Linked DNA regions of Cricetulus griseus: region 1 is linked to region 2. A link is a contact called in public Micro-C data. All regions are on one chromosome and are shown on one strand. Each heading gives the region's core, a stretch centred on a gene start, on an enhancer-like site or on the middle of the called end of the contact. The rest is flanking DNA. Distances are from core to core; before and after follow the strand shown. Region 1 overlaps Ift122 (intraflagellar transport protein 122 homolog). Region 2 holds the start of Plxnd1 (plexin-D1).

Region 1 (2,861 bases), core at 349-2,848, 92 kb before region 2:
GTACCCTCCCTAGGGTATCTGCCTCATGTTTGTGTAGCTCTTGGCTCAGGGAGATTTAGCTCTCTGTTTAATCTGCCTAGCTTCCCCTTTCCACTGTGAACCCCTGAACTAGGAAGGGGGACAGAAGCCAAGTGAAATTCCTGTGTCCCTAGCCTTTGAATAGATCCTGGCCCTGTAGGGTGAGAGGATGAAATCACCCTGTGGTCATCTGTGAGGCAGCCGGAAGCCAGATGACTTGATCACCCCCACCCTACCCGATTCTTCTAGCACAGAGGGTGCCTTGCAGTGGCCAACGGCTGTTGTGCATTCTAGACCATAATGGCCCAGGAGCTGCTGCTCAGGGCATGTGTCAGTCCATTTTACATGGGCAATGCAGGAAGCACAGCTGGGCAGAAATGTTGCCAGCAGAGCACGTGAAGGTCAGTTCCCCTAAGCCCCTTGTGGTACCTGAAAGCAGCCAAAGGCTCTTCCTTGGCACCAGTCTGCCTGGCCTCACAACCTTCCAGAAATCCATGCATTAGAAATCTACCTCTACCGTGAGTCTAAGCAGACGATGCATGTTCAGGGTTAACACGCAAGTTTGCTTTCTAGAGACTGCGAGATTATTCCCTGCTGTCCTCCTTCAGAACCATTCTTCTTTCCTGACCTTTTCCCTCCTCCTCTCCTTCCCTTCAAACTGTGTGCCCCGAAATGCAAAGCACCATTGGGTTAGCAGAGTTGTCTTCTGCTTCCCATCCAAGACACAGGGACAAGCGTGCGGGCTCTTGTCTCCGTGTCTTGCCTACTCTGCAGATGCCATTGACTGGAATCAGCCCAGCCTGCCTTTCCATTATGAGCAGTGTCTGGCAAGGGCTTTCACTGCAGACTACAGGATCATAGTTCTGTTTTACCTAATCCCAAAATGATTGATGCTCCCAGGACTTTCTTTACAGTTCTTTGTAAGGACTAATCCTTGAAATGAAGACAGCCTGCGCCTCGCTGGGTGGCACACCTCCCAAGCACACAATGATGAATCAGACTTCCCTTCCCTGCTTGCCGGCTCTCTTTCTAGAGCTTGATGTGCCCCCACCCCACCAGCCTGTGGAGAACAAGTAGGCAGCTGACTCTATTCTTTTCCCTTTCCATAGGCTTTCACCAGAGTCCAGGACCTTCGATACCTAGAGCTGATCAGCAGTATTGAGGTAACTGATGAACCCTCTTCCTTCTCAGGATGCAGTGGCCAGTAGTCCCAACGACATGGGGACACAGGCCTGTAATCTGTTGTGGGAGATAGAGTGGCCACATAGAGACAACAGCCCCTTAGTCACTTGGTAGAGGCAGAAGGCTTGGATCTCTTTTAGTATTTGGTTCCTTGTTACTAAAATGGGGTCTAGCAATAGTGGGGCTCACCTTTAATCCCGTCACTCGGGAAGCAGAGGCAGGTGGATCTCTGTGAGTTTGAGGCCAGCCTGATCTACAGAGTGAGTTCCAGGACAGCCAGGGATAACACAGAAAAACCCTGTCTTGAAAAAACAAGATGAGATCTATCCTTCCCCGGAGGAGTTTGAGGCAGAGTCAGGCTCTTGGAATGTGATACCCTTCTCTGGGATGACTGTTCCCATTCTCCTGGACTCAAGTAATCTGCCAGCGGTTGAAGCATTTCCTAAATGCTCCTAAGCTGCTCTGAGACCTATCAAGCCATCCTCCTGCCCAGAAGGCCTGTGATGGGCTAAAGAATTTGGTTCTGACTGTACCAATTATGGGTGATGGAAGACACTATTTTTAATTTCTGTGTATCGCAGTGCTGTCTGACTGTCTGTAAAAAGGCATACATATTTTTTTCTCCTGAACAGATTTATTGTAAGGCTAAGGGAATGTGAGACACATTTGAGCTCTCAGTTGGAAGCAGTAAGGAAATTGCAAATGTCTTGCCCCTCTAACTCAGTTCAGCAGAGTAAACACTTGTCGTGGGCCTCAGCCTTGTGCAGGACCCAGCCTTGTGCAGGAACCAGCTTTGTGTTGGACCCAGCCTTGTGCAGGACCCAGCCTTGTGCAGGACCCAGCCTTGTGTGGGGGGACCAGCAAATAGAGCTGAGACAAGGGGAGGCTATAATATCCAGTCTATTCGTGTGCAACCGAAGTATGACCTACAATGCACAAGATCCATAGTGTGATGAGGCAGGTGCTGTTGTGATCAACCCTGTTCTGTGGGTGAGGAAAGGAAAGTTAGGAGAGGATGGGGCATATCCTCGAGGGCCATATTCAAATTCTCAGTTGAAACTCAGACTTAGTCCCCACTTTTCCTTAAGCTCTGCCGCTTTTACTTTGTGAGCCCTCCCTACCTCCTTGTCCAGCAGGTCATCTATTGTCAGTGTCTTCCCACACAGGTGGGCAAGGGCTGGTTGGGTGCCGTTGTCCCCGGCTGCTGTCTCTCAGGGCGGGTGCTTGGTGTTGCCAACTGGGCCCTTGGAATCTTCATCCAAAGCCACAGAACCTCACTTTTCTTTGCTCAAAAGTAGCTGGCCTCTGTGAGCTCTGATCTTATCCCTTGTCATGTCTTACTCAGTTCCAAAGGTCTGCCCCTGCTAGTGATCTGAGGACTGTGCTAATGGCACCGTCTCAGGGAAAAGCAGAGTGTGCTCAACTAATCCCTTGTGACTGTCCTGAGGCCTCGGCTTCTGGCTTCCAGGTGGCCAGCATTAACCAGGGAGCTGTGTGCCTCAGAGGGTTCCTGTTGAATAACTGGCATGATAGCATGGTGGCAGAATAATCTGCTCATGGTGACAGTCCCACTTATGAGGACAGCCTGGTCTACAAAGCTACACAGAGAAACCGTGTCTCGGGGGAGAGAAAAAAAAAAAAAAACAAAAAAAAAAAAACGG
Region 2 (2,783 bases), core at 189-2,688:
CACATACTCCGGGGCCAGCACCCCTGCCAGCAACCAATCCTCCGGGACATCTACATCCCTGCATGCACAACAGATCCCCAAACAGGCTCCCCAGACCCGGGCGTACCTGTATGTTACGTCTGTTCTCACAGGACGGCCCGGTGCCCTGCACAACACTGTCCAGTACGGCCACCACGTCGGGTGCCGGCTCCACGAAGCAGGCGGTGCGCGCCGCGCGGATGGCTGTCTGCACGTCGGCGAAGCGGAAGACGCAGAGTGCGGCCGGGGCGTTGCGGGCACCTGGGGCGCCCTGGGGCCGCTCGAAGACGGCGAAGAGCAGGTCGCGCGCGGGGAAGACAGACACGAGGCGGCTGTAGAGGTCGCCGCGGCCCGCGCTGCCCGCACACTGCAAGCCCAGCTGGATGTAGGACTCCGTAAGCTTCTTGGCGTCGCCGCCCGCGCCGCGGGGCAGGCAGATGCGCGCCAGCAGGCTGCGCGCCTGGCTGTCCTTGTCGCCCGCACGCGCCTCGCTGTTGAGCGCCAGGTACGCGTAGGGCTGCGCGCGGCGCGGAGGCGCCGCCGGGTGCAAGAAGGCGCTCACGAAGCCCAGCTTGTACTGTTCCTTGGCGCCCTGCTTGATCTTCAGGATGTTGTCGTCGGACGGGTTGAGGTCGAAGGTGAAGAGCTTGGCCAAGTTTCCACGAGCGTCCAGGGAGCGGATGGCGATCTCGGGCGTGTTCTCGAAGCGGTGGTCTTCCAGGCTACGGTTGCGCGGGAAGAAGACGCTGCCGTAGCCGGTGTACGTGGCGCCTACAAGCAGACGGCTGCCCCCCGTGCCCGCGGCCGGCGGCAGCACCAGCCCCACGGTGGATGCATTGGGGTGGTTGGCGGCCACGTTGAGCATACTGGGGAACACGGCGACCGGCTCGGCGGGCGGCGCGGCAGGCGGGAAGCGCACAGCCAGGGCCGAGATGTTGCCCCGGCGCCGCAGCTGGCACAGACCCTGGTAGATGGAGCCGCACGCGACCACCAGACCCTGGCCCGGGTCCAGCTGCAGGATTTTGTTGTAGTTGTCGGTGAGACGCCGCGGGTGCTCGCATGAGGCCTGCGGGAGCTGCGGGGCGTGACACAGCGGGCTGTCCGGCACGGGGCCCACGGTCGCCTCTGCCTCCAAGCTCAGGTTGGCGCTCGACAGCTGGTACAGGCGGTTCACCGCCGCCAGGTACACGGTGCCCGCCGCGCCGTCCAGGGCGAAGTTGTTGGTGGGCGTGGGCGAAGGGAAGCGGCGCTGGATCTCCAGGGCGCCGGCCCGCGCCGCTCCGAGCAGCAGCAGCAGAGGCAGCGGCGGCAGACCCGGGCCCCGCGAGTGCGAGCGCGGAGGCAAGGGGACGGCCGCAGCGGCCCGGGCGCTAGGGGGTGCGCCGCCCGCGGCGCGACGAGCCATCCAGGCGAGCGCGGGCGCGCGGCGCGGCGAGTGCATGGGGCGCGGCGCGGCCGGGAGCCGGGAGCTCGGAGGCGGCGAGAGGCGGGGGGCGGGCCCGGGCCGCGAGGCGCTTCCTGCCCGCGCCTGCCGCCCCCGGCCCCGGCGCCCCGGCCCGACTCTGGCGCGCCGCACGGCCCGGGGGCGGCTCCGCCGAGACCACGCCCCCAGCCCAGTTCCCCGCCCCAGCCGCTTGGCCCACACCCTTTCGCCCCGGGCCACGCCCCTGGGCCCCGCCCCATCCCCGGCTCACGGTCTGGGGTCGCCGCAGACCGCCGGCCGAAGCTCTCTCCCAGCGGTCGCAAGTTGCCTGCCTCTTTCCTGGTTCCTGGCCACCTGGAAGGTCTTGCTCACATTTGTTTGTTATCTTTCCTGTCTTTCTCCTCTTCCTGGTCCTTTCTCCTTCTGTTTCTGATCGCCGGTTTGTCTTCCACCGCCGCGCGGAGTTTCGCTCTTTCAGTCTCTCCGACTCCCCTACTTCGCTCCTGTCAACTCCGCCCCGTGCCTCTCCCGCGTCACTCCCTCTCCCTCAACTGCGTTTTTTTCTGTTCCCGCAGCTCTCCCTCCCCACTGTCTTCCTTCCCTTGTCCCCTGAAGCCCTCCATTTCTCCTCCACCGCCTGCTGCTTCTGGTTACAGCCCCTCCTCACATGCTGCTCCCCAAGCCTCACTCTAAAAGCCAGCCGGACTAAGGGACATCAAGCCCCGAGACCCCATGATCTGTCCCCCCAAACTGTCCCGTAAAGGGACTTCGCAAGCAGCAGGCTCTGCAGAACAAGCTTGGCAATGAATCCACAGCAAAAGTAGAAAATACATCAAGAGGAAGTATGTCCCTCTTACTATACCATGGGGCAGGCTGGGCTGAGCACGACATCACACCACAGGGCATTGGTCTCTGTGTGGAGCCAGACCCTGTGGACCCCCAGGCCCCTGCCCTTAGTCCAGGGTTCTGAGAAGACCATAAGTCGTCCCACATATGACCTGGCACTGGGCACCGGTCTCCTTTGACCCACAAAGGAATAGGTAGTCCCTGGGATAGACGCAGGTAGTGGTATCCTAATCCAGCCCCATGTGATGCCCTCCACAGCATGGTGATGCCCACATAGGACCATGCCAAGTGCCAACCTCCTCAGAAATACTCAACCCATTTTACATACATGGAAACTGAGGCCCCAGAAGTGAAGCCCAAGATCCACAGCTAAGGGGGAAGTTGGGGCACAGTTCCATTGTTTGAAGGCACAGTCCTTCAGCTACAGGTTCTCAGTCAGGATCTCCTATCAGCTTGCAGCTGTCACTTAAGGCTGATGGCCCTTACGCAGAGGGTG

What was found. A called contact is a pair of places that touch in the nucleus more often than the background predicts.
Region 1: a Micro-C map of the CHO-K1 cell line shows a contact between it and region 2, with 3 times the contacts expected there. The contact joins the enhancer-like site here to the promoter of Plxnd1 in region 2. A contact is called at or near these places in 5 of 8 Hi-C or Micro-C datasets (the CHK-Q cell line, the CHL-YN cell line, the CHO-K1 cell line and 1 more).

The regions. Positions count from the first base shown.
Region 1 is chr8:28,962,233-28,965,093 of CriGri-PICRH-1.0, reverse strand. Ift122 (intraflagellar transport protein 122 homolog) reads left to right here. Exons shown (of 30, transcript XM_027429183.2): 17 at 1,128-1,181. Among named protein-coding and RNA genes, the nearest start is that of Rho, 29 kb to the right of the region's middle. Within about 2 kb of position 1,598, at least 1 of the 6 cell types and tissues checked has open chromatin away from gene starts, as enhancers often do. A contact at or near this core is called in the CHO-K1 cell line, where this site is marked.
Region 2 is chr8:28,869,937-28,872,719 of CriGri-PICRH-1.0, reverse strand. Plxnd1 (plexin-D1) reads right to left here and starts at 1,438. Exons shown (of 36, transcript XM_027429191.2): 1 at 107-1,438. The coding sequence starts at 1,423.